Linked DNA regions of Bicyclus anynana: region 2 is linked to region 1. The links are chromatin contacts, called in public Hi-C maps. All regions are on one chromosome and are shown on one strand. The core of a region is the stretch at or near the end of the contact, and the rest is flanking DNA. Distances in the headings are between cores, read along the strand shown. Region 1 holds the start of LOC112043465. Region 2 overlaps LOC112043465.

What was found. A called contact is a pair of places that touch in the nucleus more often than the background predicts.
Region 2: a contact with region 1 is called in a Hi-C map of whole larva, with 4 times the contacts expected there. The contact joins the enhancer-like site here to the promoter of LOC112043465 in region 1. A contact is called at or near these places in 2 of 2 Hi-C or Micro-C datasets (whole body and whole larva).

Annotation. Positions count from the first base shown.
Region 1 is chr12:4,052,494-4,059,706 of ilBicAnyn1.1, forward strand. It overlaps LOC112043465, which reads left to right and starts at 2,349. Exons shown (of 9, transcript XM_024078876.2): 1 at 2,349-2,700.
Region 2 is chr12:4,142,349-4,149,462 of ilBicAnyn1.1, forward strand. It overlaps LOC112043465, which reads left to right. Exons shown (of 9, transcript XM_024078876.2): 4 at 281-360; 5 at 5,319-7,114. The coding sequence starts at 5,349. Among protein-coding and RNA genes, the nearest start is that of LOC112043464, 15 kb to the right of the region's middle. Within about 2 kb of position 4,778, at least 8 of the 8 cell types and tissues checked have open chromatin away from gene starts, as enhancers often do.

The sequences.
Region 1 (7,213 bases), core at 1,099-3,598:
TAACTGATTATGAAACACGGCTAAAACTCAAGTGATACAACGTTCGGAGTATGCACGACTAGTTTCGAACCCATACGAGGCCCTTAGTTATGAGCTGGTTCTTGCAACGCGGCACGATCCAAACGATGTGGATTTGTATTCATAATCAGTTAATAGCAATAACACTCACGATGGTTTAAATCCTAAAACAAATGGTATTGTACGATAATCACAACAACATTCTACAATTGAAGACTAAGGATTTGGCAAGTCAATAACTAATAAAAGCTGAAAATTTTAAAGTATCTACTTACTCAATTAACTACTTAAATAATAATATTTCATCTAACTACTTGATACTTCCGCGCCACGATTTCTTTGTTTCTAATTACATTATACCTACCTACTGTATATTCTTTAGAAAATCTCTGTGGTAACACAAAAACCAATTTCTCACGCTTTAAAAGCTGTATACAATAACTCGGAAAGTTGTGCGAACGAAACGATGGTAAACGTCGGATGAATGTACGTAAATGCGGGTAGGTATAGAGAAAAAGCAATGACTTCTGTGCATACTACTATAATGACGGAGGATGTTTCTAAAGGAGGAACCGAGAGTAAGGTTTTCGCAATTGAAGCCTTAATTACAGGGCAAATTAGACTATTATCGCATAAACTCCACTCTTCTCTTATATCTCCCAGGATCTGCAACAGTAGTCAGCACTGCTGACTTCCATTACCGTCATGAATTCTTCAAAAGTCAACGAGTGTAGACATTGAGTTTTGTCGGTTTCAATGTTTTACCAGCCGTAAATGCATGTTTCGAGTAGGTAATGTGCTTATTTTTAACCCCCAGCGCAAAAAAAGGTGTTATAAGTTTGACGTGTCTATCTGTCTATCAGTCTGTCTGTGGCACCATACCTCCCGAACGGATGAAGCGATTTCAATTTTGTTAATTTTGCGCAAAAGATGACTTATGTGCGAGTGATCTTAGACATGTTTGATGAAAATCGGTTGAGCCGTTTAAAAGTTGTGTGGGGTGAAATTGGCGAAGAATAACCGAATGACTGCAAATACATATACTCTAGTGGAGTCTCAAATAAAAGCGCACTGAAAGAGAATGTTGATGACTTGATCGAGAGTGTAATTAATAATTTCATAATCTTCGGGAAAATTTCGAAATTTTCAATTTTATGTTAATATCCAGTCTCAACGGTGATACGGCTTGACAATTTAACATGTAAATTAGTTAGATAAATGCTCTCCAGAAGACTGTTAAGACCTCAGACGAAGGTTTGTTTAGAAAAAGATTTATATAACTAGATTTCAATAAATTGCTCGTGTAAATAATCTTTTTCTGTGTGCCACGCCGCTAATGTCCCGTGCAAACCTCGATAGCGTGGAACGCGCAAAAAAATTCCCGCGGAGAAATTGCCTCAAAGAGTTTTTGCTGAATGCAAATTAGTTCTAACGGAGTTTTATTGCTCGTTGAATAGCTGTTGATGTAGTGTTGTTGGTTTGATGGGAATCGTGCGGCTAAACACGTCGAATATGGCTCAACAACCGTTCCAGATCAATACTTATGTTAAGGAATACCGGGTACGTACCTAGTTTTATTAATTTTACGATTACAACCTATTTACGTTACTGTTAAACAAAGTGAGAAAATTAATATTCAAATGATACAAGTATTTCAGTTATTTATTGTTTAGATCATCTTCATCATTATCAACCCATATTCAGCTCACTGCTGAGCTCGAGTCTCCTCAGTAATGAGAGGGGTTAAGCCAATAGTCAACCACGGTGTCCCAATTCGCCGCTATGACATATTATAAAACCTACGCTCTCCGGAATCGGAGACTCTGTCTTAATTGTTTAGATACTACCCGCGTTCAAATGTTGGTAGAGCAGTTCATGGTGCCGAAACATCTTGTTGTGTACCTAAAAATCGTTGAGGTAATGATAAAAACATAGTAGATGACAGATGTAGATGTGCAGTTTTACACTTCAAATATAGACACAATGGTTACAATAAATATTGTTAACAAATGTTGTTTATAAATTAAACTCTACATCGTACTTGATGCACGCACGGTGACGTGTGCGATGTTTGCCAATATGCTATCAACGTAGCGATGAGCATTGAGCCCAAACTCCAAGGCATCCGTCACGTCATCCACAGGCCACAGCCGCCCGCGCGTGGTGTCGTGAATCGTAGCAATCATAGCGGGATCGGCGAGCTTCGTTCGGCTGTTATTGGCCTCCTTGTCCCCTCCTTAACGTGTGCCCGCGAGAGTGAACGAGACCTCGCTGCCCCTCTTTACCCTCCTGCCAGGGCCGGTCGGCGCGCAATCGGGTTTTATCGTCGACAAACTACCAGTTTTCAGCGGTCTGTACGCGTAAGTGTTCGTGTCGCTCGTTAATTACAGTTGAATCCGACTTTTATTTCGTACGTCTACTAAAAAAAACTCTTGTACAAAAAAAAACTGGATACGCTTCGTCGCAACGGATCAGTGCCGTGCAGATGGTGTAGTGTTGAATTGATTCTGTGAGAGTGCTTGTGACTGCTTACGCGACGTTGTCCAAAACGACTGCGTCGTGGATCCTTGACGCTCTGTGGATACTTCTCGTGAGAACTACGAACCGTCTACGTGGAATTGAACCGGACTGGTGTCACGCGGTGTTCCTTGAAGCTCTACAGTCTACACGCAAAAGAATACAGTAAGCGAGTGCATCATTTTCAAACCACTTGGCAGTTAATTATACTTAATTACGTTCCGTTATCTGTGCCGCTGTAACTATGTCGTCAATAAGCGATAACTTTTAATTTACTAATTGTGCTCTCGATTCAATTGTATTCAATTTATTTGTAAAAAAAAATAAACCTACCTATTCAATTTTTAATTAGCGAGCCGCCTTATGTTACTAAACGTTAAGTTAAACAAATTTCAATGTCACTACTTATCTTGATTGAGGAGTTACGTACGAGGAAGCGTAACTTTATTGTTCCTCGAAAAAGCAGCTGTTCTTTTATTTATACAGTTAAGCGAAAAAACGTAAAAGAAACTTGACTAGAATCAGCAGATTGCGTTGATAATAGGTTAAAATTGACAGTTGGTTAATTACAAGCAACGACTTGGCTGTGAAACTGCTTTCCAGCAAGTCTGGATGGGCGTGGCAAGTGGCCAAGTGTTGCCAAGGCCCACAGGAACGAGTTTTTTTGAATCGTTTGCCGAGAACAGTATTGCGAAATATCAGCATCCAGCTTTCTCGACGCGTAATTTTATTAGAGTTGATATTATTTAATGTGAACAGCGGGTTAGTTGTACCTACCTATATTGAATTTTAGATACTCTAGGTAGGTTAACTAAAGAAAACTGGGTTTAATACCTATTAATGCACATTAAGGGCCTACTTTTTGCAGTTCTATAGAAAGTAGAGTCCGGCGATGTTTTGTATTCATGCTTCAAACTTTTTTCCTAACACTGGTTAAAGAAGTTGAGAACATAATGCTATGTTTTGGTAGAAATCCCCTATTCGACAAATAATTTTGTCTTCAAAGCCACTTTAGTCGTGATTATGGCGTATTTCGAGCCTTATGCATTACTAGATATACACTCAGACAAATTATTGTATAGGACCTGCCCTGCTAGACGTTACTTTTCTGACAAAGTATATGATCAACGATCTAATGCGATTATAAAAAACTGTCTCTATAGTATCGATGTTTCATAGTTGTAATCGTGTTCGTCGGTTAAAGAGCTCCGTAAAATTCCTTCTTGTTTAATTGAATGGTGTAAAAAACGGGCATAATCTTCAAGTTTAGTATTACTAATATTATACTAAAACTAAGCTCGTTTCCCTCATAAAATGACAGGCAATTTTTTTCGTGAACTTGGGTGCGATACAATTACTGTTCAAAATTCATTTATTTCAAGAAGGCTCAGTTTACAAGCACTTTCGAAACGTCAGTTCCTTCTATAATTGGTCTGAGGGTATACATAATATCAATCACCTAGTCTGAACTTGGCGCTAGTAAATAATTATTATTTACGCATAATAATTATGGCCTTTTAACCTTGCGCAAGAGTCACGAGATTACCGCCATGTTGAATTATTGTTCCGATAGTCGTTTCAGTCATGAGTCAATCGTCTTATAGCGAAAAACCTCAATCAACAACAAAAGCTTTCGCTTGAATGTTGGATTAAGGGTCGGGTACCGAAAGCAGTAATCCTTGAGATGGTTCCTTAGTCAGGAGCCCTGATCAACGAGTGCCTTGGCACTCGAAAGTTTCGCAAACGGAAGAGCGAACTTTTTTTTAGAATATTTTATCTAGTGTTTTTATGTATTTGTAGTACTTCAAGAAGAGATAAAAAAGGCCTCTAAATTAACTAAGAGTATCTCGAATTTTGGTGATATCTAACCTTCCTAAAACGATAACATCGTTAATAATTAATAAATTTTCAAACAAATTGTAATGAACAAACTAACTAATAAAAAATCCGCAAAAAATCCATTTAGGTACTTACTTACTATCTTATAAATAATCGGCCAAGAGCGAGTCGGCCTTGCGCACGACGGGTGTCATTATATTTTAATCTACTATCTATAAAAACGGCAAAAAAATTGTTGTATGGGAGGCCCCTTAAATATTTGTTTTATTTTGTTTTTATAATCTTTGAAAATTTCAGCTTTCTCATGAACCGTGATTGTTAATCACGTTTCATTTCATGTAGGACGGACTAACGGACGGATAGACAGAGGAGTTTTAGTAATAGAGTCCCAAGTTTTCCTTTGGGTACGGAACCAAAAAAGAGAGCGAGAATTTTTTGTGTGCGTGAGTGCGTGCTTTTCATTTATTTGAAGAATTGTCCTATAAGACATTAATTGTGGTACATAATTATTATGTAGGTCACAAACTTTCTCGTATGTTAAAATTGAACTATATACAACACTGAACTCCTACAATAGGTAGATCCTCCTCCTCGATATTTTCTTATGAATGAATGACAATATAATATGAATTGCAAATTATGATGTAAATTTTGCCGAATATTGCCGTATGATTAAATCTAATAAATAATAATTTAATTAATCGAAAGTAATCGATCTCTATGCTTGTTATAGTCAACATTTATGAAGAATTCGTTTATTTTGAGCAGTGCTAATGTGGAAGGCGCACGGTTTCGTCGCTAGGAGCAAGTAGGTCGCGCCGCGCTGTCGGCCGCGACGGCAGAGGCCGAAGTTGCCAGCTTATAAACTACACTTCTTTGTTGTTAAGGCTCGTTCCGCTTATGTCCGAGTCGACGGAGTGGGTTGCCAGTTTATACACTACACATCTTTGTTGCTAAGGCTCGTTCCGCTTATGTCCGAGTCGACTGAGTGGGTTGCCAGTTTATACACTACACTTATTTGTTGCTAAGGCGCGTTCCGCTTATGTCCGAGTCGACGGAGTAGGTTGCCAGTTTATACACTACACTTCTTTGTTGTTAAGGCTCGTTCCGCTTATGTCCGAGTCGACGGAGTGGGTTGCCAGTTTATACACTACACATCTTTGTTGCTAAGGCTCGTTCCGCTTATGTCCGAGTCGACTGAGTGGGTTGCCAGTTTATACACTACACTTATTTGTTGCTAAGGCGCGTTCCGCTTATGTCCGAGTCGACGGAGTGGGTTCCCAGTTTATACACTACACTTCTTTGTTGCCAAGGCTCGTTCCGCTTATGTCCGAGTCGACTGAGTGGGTTGCCAGTTTATACACTACACTTATTTGTTGCTAAGGCGCGTTCCGCTTATGTCCGAGTCGACGGAGTAGGTTGCCAGTTTATACACTACACTTCTTTGTTGTTAAGGCTCGTTCCGCTTATGTCCGAGTCGACGGAGTGGGTTGCCAGTTTATACACTACACATCTTTGTTGCTAAGGCTCGTTCCGCTTATGTCCGTGTCGACTGAGTGGGTTGCCACTTTATACACTACACTTATTTGTTGCTAAGGCGCGTTCCGCTTATATCCGACTCGACGGAGTGGGTTGCCAGTTTATACACTACACTTCTTTGTTGCCAAGGCTCGTTTCGCTTATGTCCGAGTCGACGGAGTGGGTTGCCAGTTTATACACTACACTTCTTTGTTGCTAAGGCTGTTTCGCTTATGTCCGAGTCGACGGAGTGGGTTGCCAGTTTATACACTACACTTCTTTGTTGCTAAGGCTCGTTCCGCTTATGTCCGAGTCGACGGAGTAGGTTGCCAGATTATACACTACACTTCTTTGTTGCTAAGGCTCGTTCCGCTTATGTCCGAGTCCACGGAGTGGGTTGCCAGTTAATACACTACACTTCTTTGATGCTAAGGCTCGTACCGCTTATGTCAGAGTCGATGGAGTGGGTTGCCAGTTTATACCTACACTAGACTTCTTTTTTGCTACGGACGCTCCGCTTCGTATCGAGTCAACGGTTTTGGTTGCGAGGTTTTCATAAATGTTCTAATAAAAACTTTCATGAAAAACTAATAATTAAACTCTGCGATAATAATCTATACTTATGTGAAGAAGGAAAATGAAAATCAAAGAACAATCAAATAATAAAAGCGGATGAGACACTCGGAATTCGCTAATGGGCGGAAGTTTTGTGATTCAGCCGGATCTTAATGTTTACATACATTTTCTTAATATTTCACTTTCTCTGCTGTATACTGAGTTTATTGGATTCATTTATTATTTTATATATTTACTTATTATCGAAGAGCTTAATATACTTAATATATGTTTATTTTAAGTATTCCCATTCCAACGGGAACAACGCGTGTGAATCCGCGTAGCGTCTGCTAGTGTCTTTTTTTTATTATTTCTTACAAGTTAGCTTTGACTACAATCTCACCTGATGGTAAGTGATGATGCAGTCTAAGATGGAAGCGGGCTAACTTGTTAGGAGGAGGATGAAAATCCACACTCCTTTCGGTTTCTACACGACATTGTACCGGAACGCTAAATCGCTTGGCGATACGTTTTTGCCGGTAGGGTGGTAACTAGTCACGGCCGAAGCCTCCCACCAGCAGATTTCCACAATGTTTTCGGTTTCTCTCGGTACACTAGTGAATGACCGAAATATTGCACGAAAGATAATTTCCCCGCAGCCGCGCGATGTCGCCAGCTGATAGCGGGGGTTAACGGCCGCGACTTTGTCTCGATGTCCGCTCTTTATCGCACCACCACGTAATACTTACAGGCATAGAGTTGTTGT
Region 2 (7,114 bases), core at 3,528-6,027, 92 kb after region 1:
GCTACTTCATGATATTTATCAATTAATAAGTTTGACTAGGTCATACATAATATAAGGGACATAATTTAAGGTCTATTTACGAAATGAATATTTTTTACTCCGAAAATATTCATTTTAGAACACGTCATGTTCCTTGGACATTTTTAATTAATTTTCTTTAAAAAATATAACCCTAGAGTTATGGCAAATACTCCCGAGCACCCTGTATAAACCCAACCCAACCCAGAACTTAAATATATTTAGAAAAAGGCCTTTATAAAACTTAATTGTTTGTTTACAGATCACGCTAAACTCGCGGGAGGAGACATGAACGCGCCCAGGGGCTGTCACTCCCACCAAGCAGGGTAGAGACATCCAAAGGTAAATCACATTTTGATATTATTAACGACGAAAGAAGTACAATTTCCCTGGTTTTCAGTAAAAACAAAAAGCCATTGCCTATCAAGCAGGCAACACTCGCTATACTCGTTATCAAAGATTTATACTATTAGACATGTCCGCCAGTCAGAATTGTCGTCGGGATTTGTGCAAAATAGAATTCATAGCGAATAAGAGTCGCGAGAGTCTACTAACTATATAAAGTAAATAAATAACAAGTTATTCAAAAGAATAAAGTGAATAACGAATACAAACATACAAGATACTTGCGAAAAACGTAATCCTTCTTGGCAGTCGGTTAAAAAGCAACAATAGGCAACGTTTCACAATGCAGCATCCTTTAAAAGGAAGAGATCCTTCGAGCTCAACTCTCTCTATTTCAAAGCATGAGTGCATTAAAGAAAACACTCTTAAGGGATTAATGGGACAGTTTAATCATACGCGGCACCTTTATCTAGTTCATAATGTGCCACTCCCTTAGCCTACGTACTCTTAAGTGCTTGTTCACAAACAATACGCGGGAGCGGGCGCGGGCGCGGATTAGGCGGGCTCGTGTTTAGTTGGCGTACATCGACGTGATTTCGTTAGTTTGTACTCATCGATAATATTTGAATTTTATTTCTATGGGATACCAAAGATAAAATGTCACGAACAACGAAGTTGCCATGCAAATGAGCGATGTCACAACTTTACAGTAGCAGGCGGCGCGAGTATGACGTATTGTTTAAAATTAAATTAATTTGTTTTAAATACCTGTGTCAGAATGTCAGAAGGGCAGGGGTTAAAAACACATCAGTCATTAATTTAAAAAATCGAAACTTGTTCCTAAAGTGGGAGATGACAAAAATTTAATTTGGTGTGAACGAAATTAATAAAGAAAAAGAAAATTATGGTGAATTTCATATTGTATTGGAGAGTAAACGTGTTATCGTTTCTAGCGATAAGTTTAAACTGATTGCACTTGTCTGAGATCGCAAGCTAATAGCGCTTAATAAAAATGCCAGTTCAATGTGAATACACACGAACCTCATGTAAGTTTGTATTTATAGCCTCAATAGCTCAACGGTAACAGCGGTGGTGGTTTGATCCCCGTCCAGTTGGTCTATTGTCGTACCCACTCCTAACACAGTCTTCCTCGACTAATTAGAAGGGAATGGGAATATTGCTCATATTAAAAAAAAGATATGGCAAATATTCTTTTAAAAAAAAAAACAACCGTGTCGCACGTGCCTGTCGCTAGCTTCGCGTCTGCTTCCACTGCAAGTGCGTTTTGTACGTAAATACGCATGCACATTTGTGTTGAATATATCCTGACCGCGTCCGCCATCACTGCCGCGTGTCAACGTGAACAAGCACTAATAATAATGACTGTGTAGTGTGTACGGAACCCATACAAGCGCTGAGCATAACATGATTACGTGTGCAATGTATGGATGCACCGGGCCACTCGTATAAAGAGAAAATGTAACTATTATTACGCGAGTCAAACCGGATTTACGTTGCGAAACCAGTAGCGTGAACTTAGTGTCATAATAATTGCTGGATTAATTCATAGTTGGAATGAACAATTAAATATAGAAACTTTTATTTAAATTAAAATATTTAAAGTAACGTGCTTTGTATTGTAATTTGGTTCCTGCTGCTTAGACTATTCCGCCATATCTATACTAATATTATAAAGCTGAAGAGTTTGTTTGTTTATTTGAACGCGGTAATCTCAGGAACTACTGGGTCCGATTTCTTTCAGTGTTAGATAGCCCATTTATCGAGAGAGGCTATAGGCTATATATTATCCCCGTATTCCTACGGGTACGAGAACCACGCGGGTGAAACCGCACGGCGTCAGCTAGTCTATTGGATAAAGAGTTTTGCGATTTAATTCCGTGCTTTGAAGTACATTTTCGTCTGAATTTATTGACAGTCTATTTGATTTTTACTAATTTACATAAAAATAAATAAAAAGAACATCTAAAAACTTGAAATTGTGTATTCTCTATGTATTGCAAGAATTAATTTTCAGTCACATTTCAGTCCAATGTCTCGTCTTTCCGTTCATAGATACGCGTAATATTTTGAGGTGCCATGTAATGAAACACATAACAACGTAGTCAAAGTCAAAATTCATTTATTTCAAATAGGCTTCAAATATTAAACTTAAGGTAATGGTGATAATAATTATTCGAAAACTTAAAATTAAAGTAACGAGGGTTCCAAACGCGCCTAGTAGTAAATATAGGCCGCGTTTACACTGTCCTCCAGTGTGAACGCGGCCTAAGTTTCGAACAAAAGGTTCAGTAATAAACACAAATATTTAATACACCGAAGGGTTTGTGCGTACTGAAATAGAAACCGGCACAGGTATATGCACATGTGTACCAACTACCAGCGCCGTCTAGGGCCACAATCGATTGAGGGCGGTCGTCACGGCTACAGCTTCGCTACGACCATTGATCCGGGAATAGGGTTGTCGCAAATATTTGTTTTAGTTTTTAATTTCGTCAACTGGTATAATACTTGTATACTATGTTTTCTACTATTTTCTTTGTTATTGTTTTTCACAAACCCCGCGGGATTTTCATGTATAAAGAGTAGCATATTGTCAACTAATGATTTTAAACTTATTTCGTGGTTGTTCATTATGAATGTTATTTAAACGGGTACATACCACGATAAAACGACGAGATTTTTATTGTCGATATTTCGACCCAGTTGCATGGATCGTGGTCACGACGGGACTGAAGTTGCGAGATGAGAAGTGAAGTCAGCTGTTAGGGGCAAAATCGATCTACCCTCTTTCTTGTTCTTTTTCTTTTTTCAACGACCTCGCGTTTTTGGCAAACCACACTCACGACATCGCTTTTGTTATTATGCGTATCGCGGCGCCCTCTTGGTTTGCACAATTCTACCACCAGGTTCCACTCGCTGGCTAGTTTGAAACCATCTTCCCGATTGAAATTTTTGTATTTTCGAATTTCAATGGCTTCTCGAACTACTCGGGGTATATAGTGGCGGTCCGTGGAAATAGTGCGTGGATTATGGATCTCAATCCAATGTTTAGTTCCCGGTTGTAGAATGTGATCAGCTATCGCAGACTTTTGCGGGTCGTTGTTTTTTTTTTTTTATATCGACAATAAAAATCTCGTCGTTTTATCGTGGTATGTACCCGTTTAAATAACAAGCATATTGTCAGCTTAAAAAGTAGCATATTTATCTCTACTTGGTGTAAAGAATATCTTACTTCTTATTAATTCATCAAAATTACGCTCTGACAGACGCTCTTTTACATTTATGATATTAGTATTAATTAAAAGTATCTTAAATGTAACATAAAATATAAAAATAAACATGTATGTAAAACTAAATTAATGACTGATATATTTAAAAATAATTAAATGTGTCAGTCTGCAGTGACAGCCCTAGTTACGATATACATCTCTTATAGTTTGTGTCCTCTTTGAAATACATATATTATTTTGTTATGAAATGATGTACCTACATCGTACAATACTAATTGTCAGGATCGATCGCTTTCTAGAGGTATCCTTCGAGAGGTTTCTTTTATCAAAGTTTTCCTATTCGATCACAATATTATATGTACAAGTACCTACTCCGGAACTACTTGTTTTGACGCATTTCCATTCGGTTAACATGCAGATTTAGCGCAATCTGAAGCAACAGATGACTTCGTTTCACGAGATCGGATTTTAAAAAAGTTATCCAAAAATACGGAATTAAACGCGGATAAAATAGGGTAACGCTGTCTTCCATTTTAGGACGTCACTAACACGCTTAATTATTTTTATTATTTAATAGCCACGTTGTATGCCAATACTGATCTCTGACCTAATTACAGACAAACCAGAAGGTCATGGGAGGTGTCGATTAATCGCTTTGCGATTTCTTTAAAAAGAAAGCGAGTACTCGTACCTCACGGACCTAGTTTCGACCGCAAACGGCTCAAATACGCAATCTCCGACGAGATTGCTGTATTTGTTCCGCTTAGGGACTCTGCTGATGCAGTAATCAATGCTGATCCCTTGGGCTTGACTCTGGCAGAGCTACTCCGCGGTGCTTTGCATGCATTAGCGAATCTGCGAAAGATGCAAAAAACTCTTTTGCGATCGTTAAAAGTATATAGGTACGGTACATACAAGTAAGCTAAATAGATGAAGTCGCGGGCGGATAACACTAGGGCAAAAGCTGGGCTATAAATCGGAAAATAAAACAAATTGTATCGAAATAAAAAAAAGAACAACGTGACACGCAATAATAAGGTCGGTAAACTTTTTAGTAACGTCTCGCGGAAGTTTTTCGTCGTGTGCTCTATAGTCTATACCGTGGTGCGTTTACATTGCACGCTTGTGTGTGTGCGGGGGCGAGGAACGCTCAAGGGCAACCGGCGGGTAATGACCCCATCACCTTAAGTTCTACGTACCATGAAGTATGCTGATAGACCTCGCGAAACACGATATAACTGATCCCTTTCCTGCGCGATGCTTTTCGATTTTATTTTGATGCTGATTCGGTCTAGCACGATCATGTATTGGCTTTCCTGTATCGACATTTCTACTCGAATTCCGTTTTTACGTATTGTGAAATAGATGGTATTTAGCAGCTCTTTGTCAGTGTTCTTCTTGGGAAGTACTACCGCCATGCTTATTTTTGCAGTCAAGCAGCATTATTTTGTATTACAATTTCGTTATGATGGGTCATGTCTATAATAATTATAATTTTGAGCACATGAGGCTTGATAAGTACGAGAATGGCTTCCGTAGACGAGCGCAGGACGGCTAAGTGTAGGATGAGTTCCTTGCTTTTCCTACTAGATGTTCTGTTATGGACGATGTAAATGGTATCTCTGTGCTGCTTTTTATAGCACCATATCGTATTATTACCATTATTTTTTTTAATATTAAATGAGGTAAATTTTATCGTTTTAGGTGCTGGTTGTCGGACCGGGACTGCATAGTATGGATGTCAGTTTCAACAATGTACTGGAAGGGACACGCCAGTACTTTATGGGAATACCAAAGCAGGCAGGAGGAACCGGTCAACAGATGTGGCCTGCCAGCGCTTCCACCGAGGAGGGTGCTCCCGCTCTGTCCGGAGCCCCGACACCGTCGTCCAGACCGCCGTCCGTGGCAGCGGCACCGCCCGCGGCCCCTGCGCCCTCCGCAGTCGCCATGCCGCCGCGCCCGCCGTCCGAGCCGCTCGAGCCCGAGCCGCACTTCATCCACAAAGCCACAGTGATGCGCGAGGCAGCAGAAAAACGCCGTGAACAGCCGGAAATCGAGGACGAAGAGGAGCCCGGAGGAGCCTTGTCACCGCCATCTCACATAATACGGAAGCCGGCTCCCCACACGCTGCCGTCGCCCGCGCCGGCCCCGGCCGTGCCGAGCCCGTCGCCCGCCCGGCCCCCGTCTGAAGCCCCGCCCACTGCGATCGTCGCGACCGAACCAACCGACACCACGCTTCAGTACCGTGCCCCCGCTCATCGGGTACAAACTCCGACGGCCAGGCCGCCCGATCATTTCACATCAGGCCGCCCGTTAGATCACTATTCGGCGTCCCGTCCGCCGGAATCTTATCCGCGGTATCCCTACGAGACAAACGGGCCCGACACGGGAAGAAGTTCCCACGGACCGCCGGTTGTATCGCCTCAACCTTCGATTCAACCCCGTCAGAGTCCACACACGTATTCCAGAATCTCTAGCTCGATTCCGCAGCATCCTATTAGCCGTTTAACTGAAACGACGTCTTATAGCGCATCTACGCAGCGATATTCTCTTCCGCCCACTCAGGCGTTACCTCCACACAATGACCGCGTCCCACCTATTCATCATCCGCAACACGTGCCACCGGCTAAAAGAATTAATTGTATAGATAGTCGTGCGTCGCCCGTATACTCGTCGGTCCCATCACGTCGCGAATCTCCTGCGCATTCGAGAGCATCATCTCAGTATGAAAGACATCCAACGCTTCCGCAAAGAAAGTACGACCCACAACAAGTTTATTCCGGCTACCGGCCGACGCCGTCGGCACCCTTGCCTATTCCAAATCAAAGAATAGATTCACATCAACAACTTCAATTTAAGCACAGTACTATAGAGGCTATGAACGCATCGTATGCAATGAGAGGCTCAGAGCGAGTGCCACCACCGCAACCGCTTTTACAACCTCAAGAAATTGCGCGGCTTGCTCCTCGCTTAGAAAACGTTGTCAAAACGAGAGCAGCAGACACTAAAAGTAGCTACCCTTATGCTACTCCTTCTACATCCGCTGTACGATATCCTTCGAGTTCACCGGCTCAAGCTATTCAGAATAACTCGCATCCATATCCACAAACGATTCAGTCTAGATCATCATACCGCACGGTTGTTGCGCCTAAGACAAATTATGATTATGCAACGCCTAATCATGTACAAATTTCACCGTCACGCTCAACGGCTAAACCAGGATATCCAAGTCAGCAAGCGCGTATGACCGTCTCTGTTACAACGTTAGTAGACCAAATGAAACAAAAGCGTGAATCACCGCTTGATTTATCCGTCAAAACTGTAAAAAATTCTGCAGATTCATCTACAACTCAAGATGACGCTATCGATTCTGCTTCAATGAAAAATGAGAATCATCCCATTCAATCCAGACCTACTACAAGCAGCCGAAATTCTGCGATCACAGGTTTTGTTGGCTCACATAAAGTAGACTTCTCGCCTGATTTTGCTCAATATAGAGA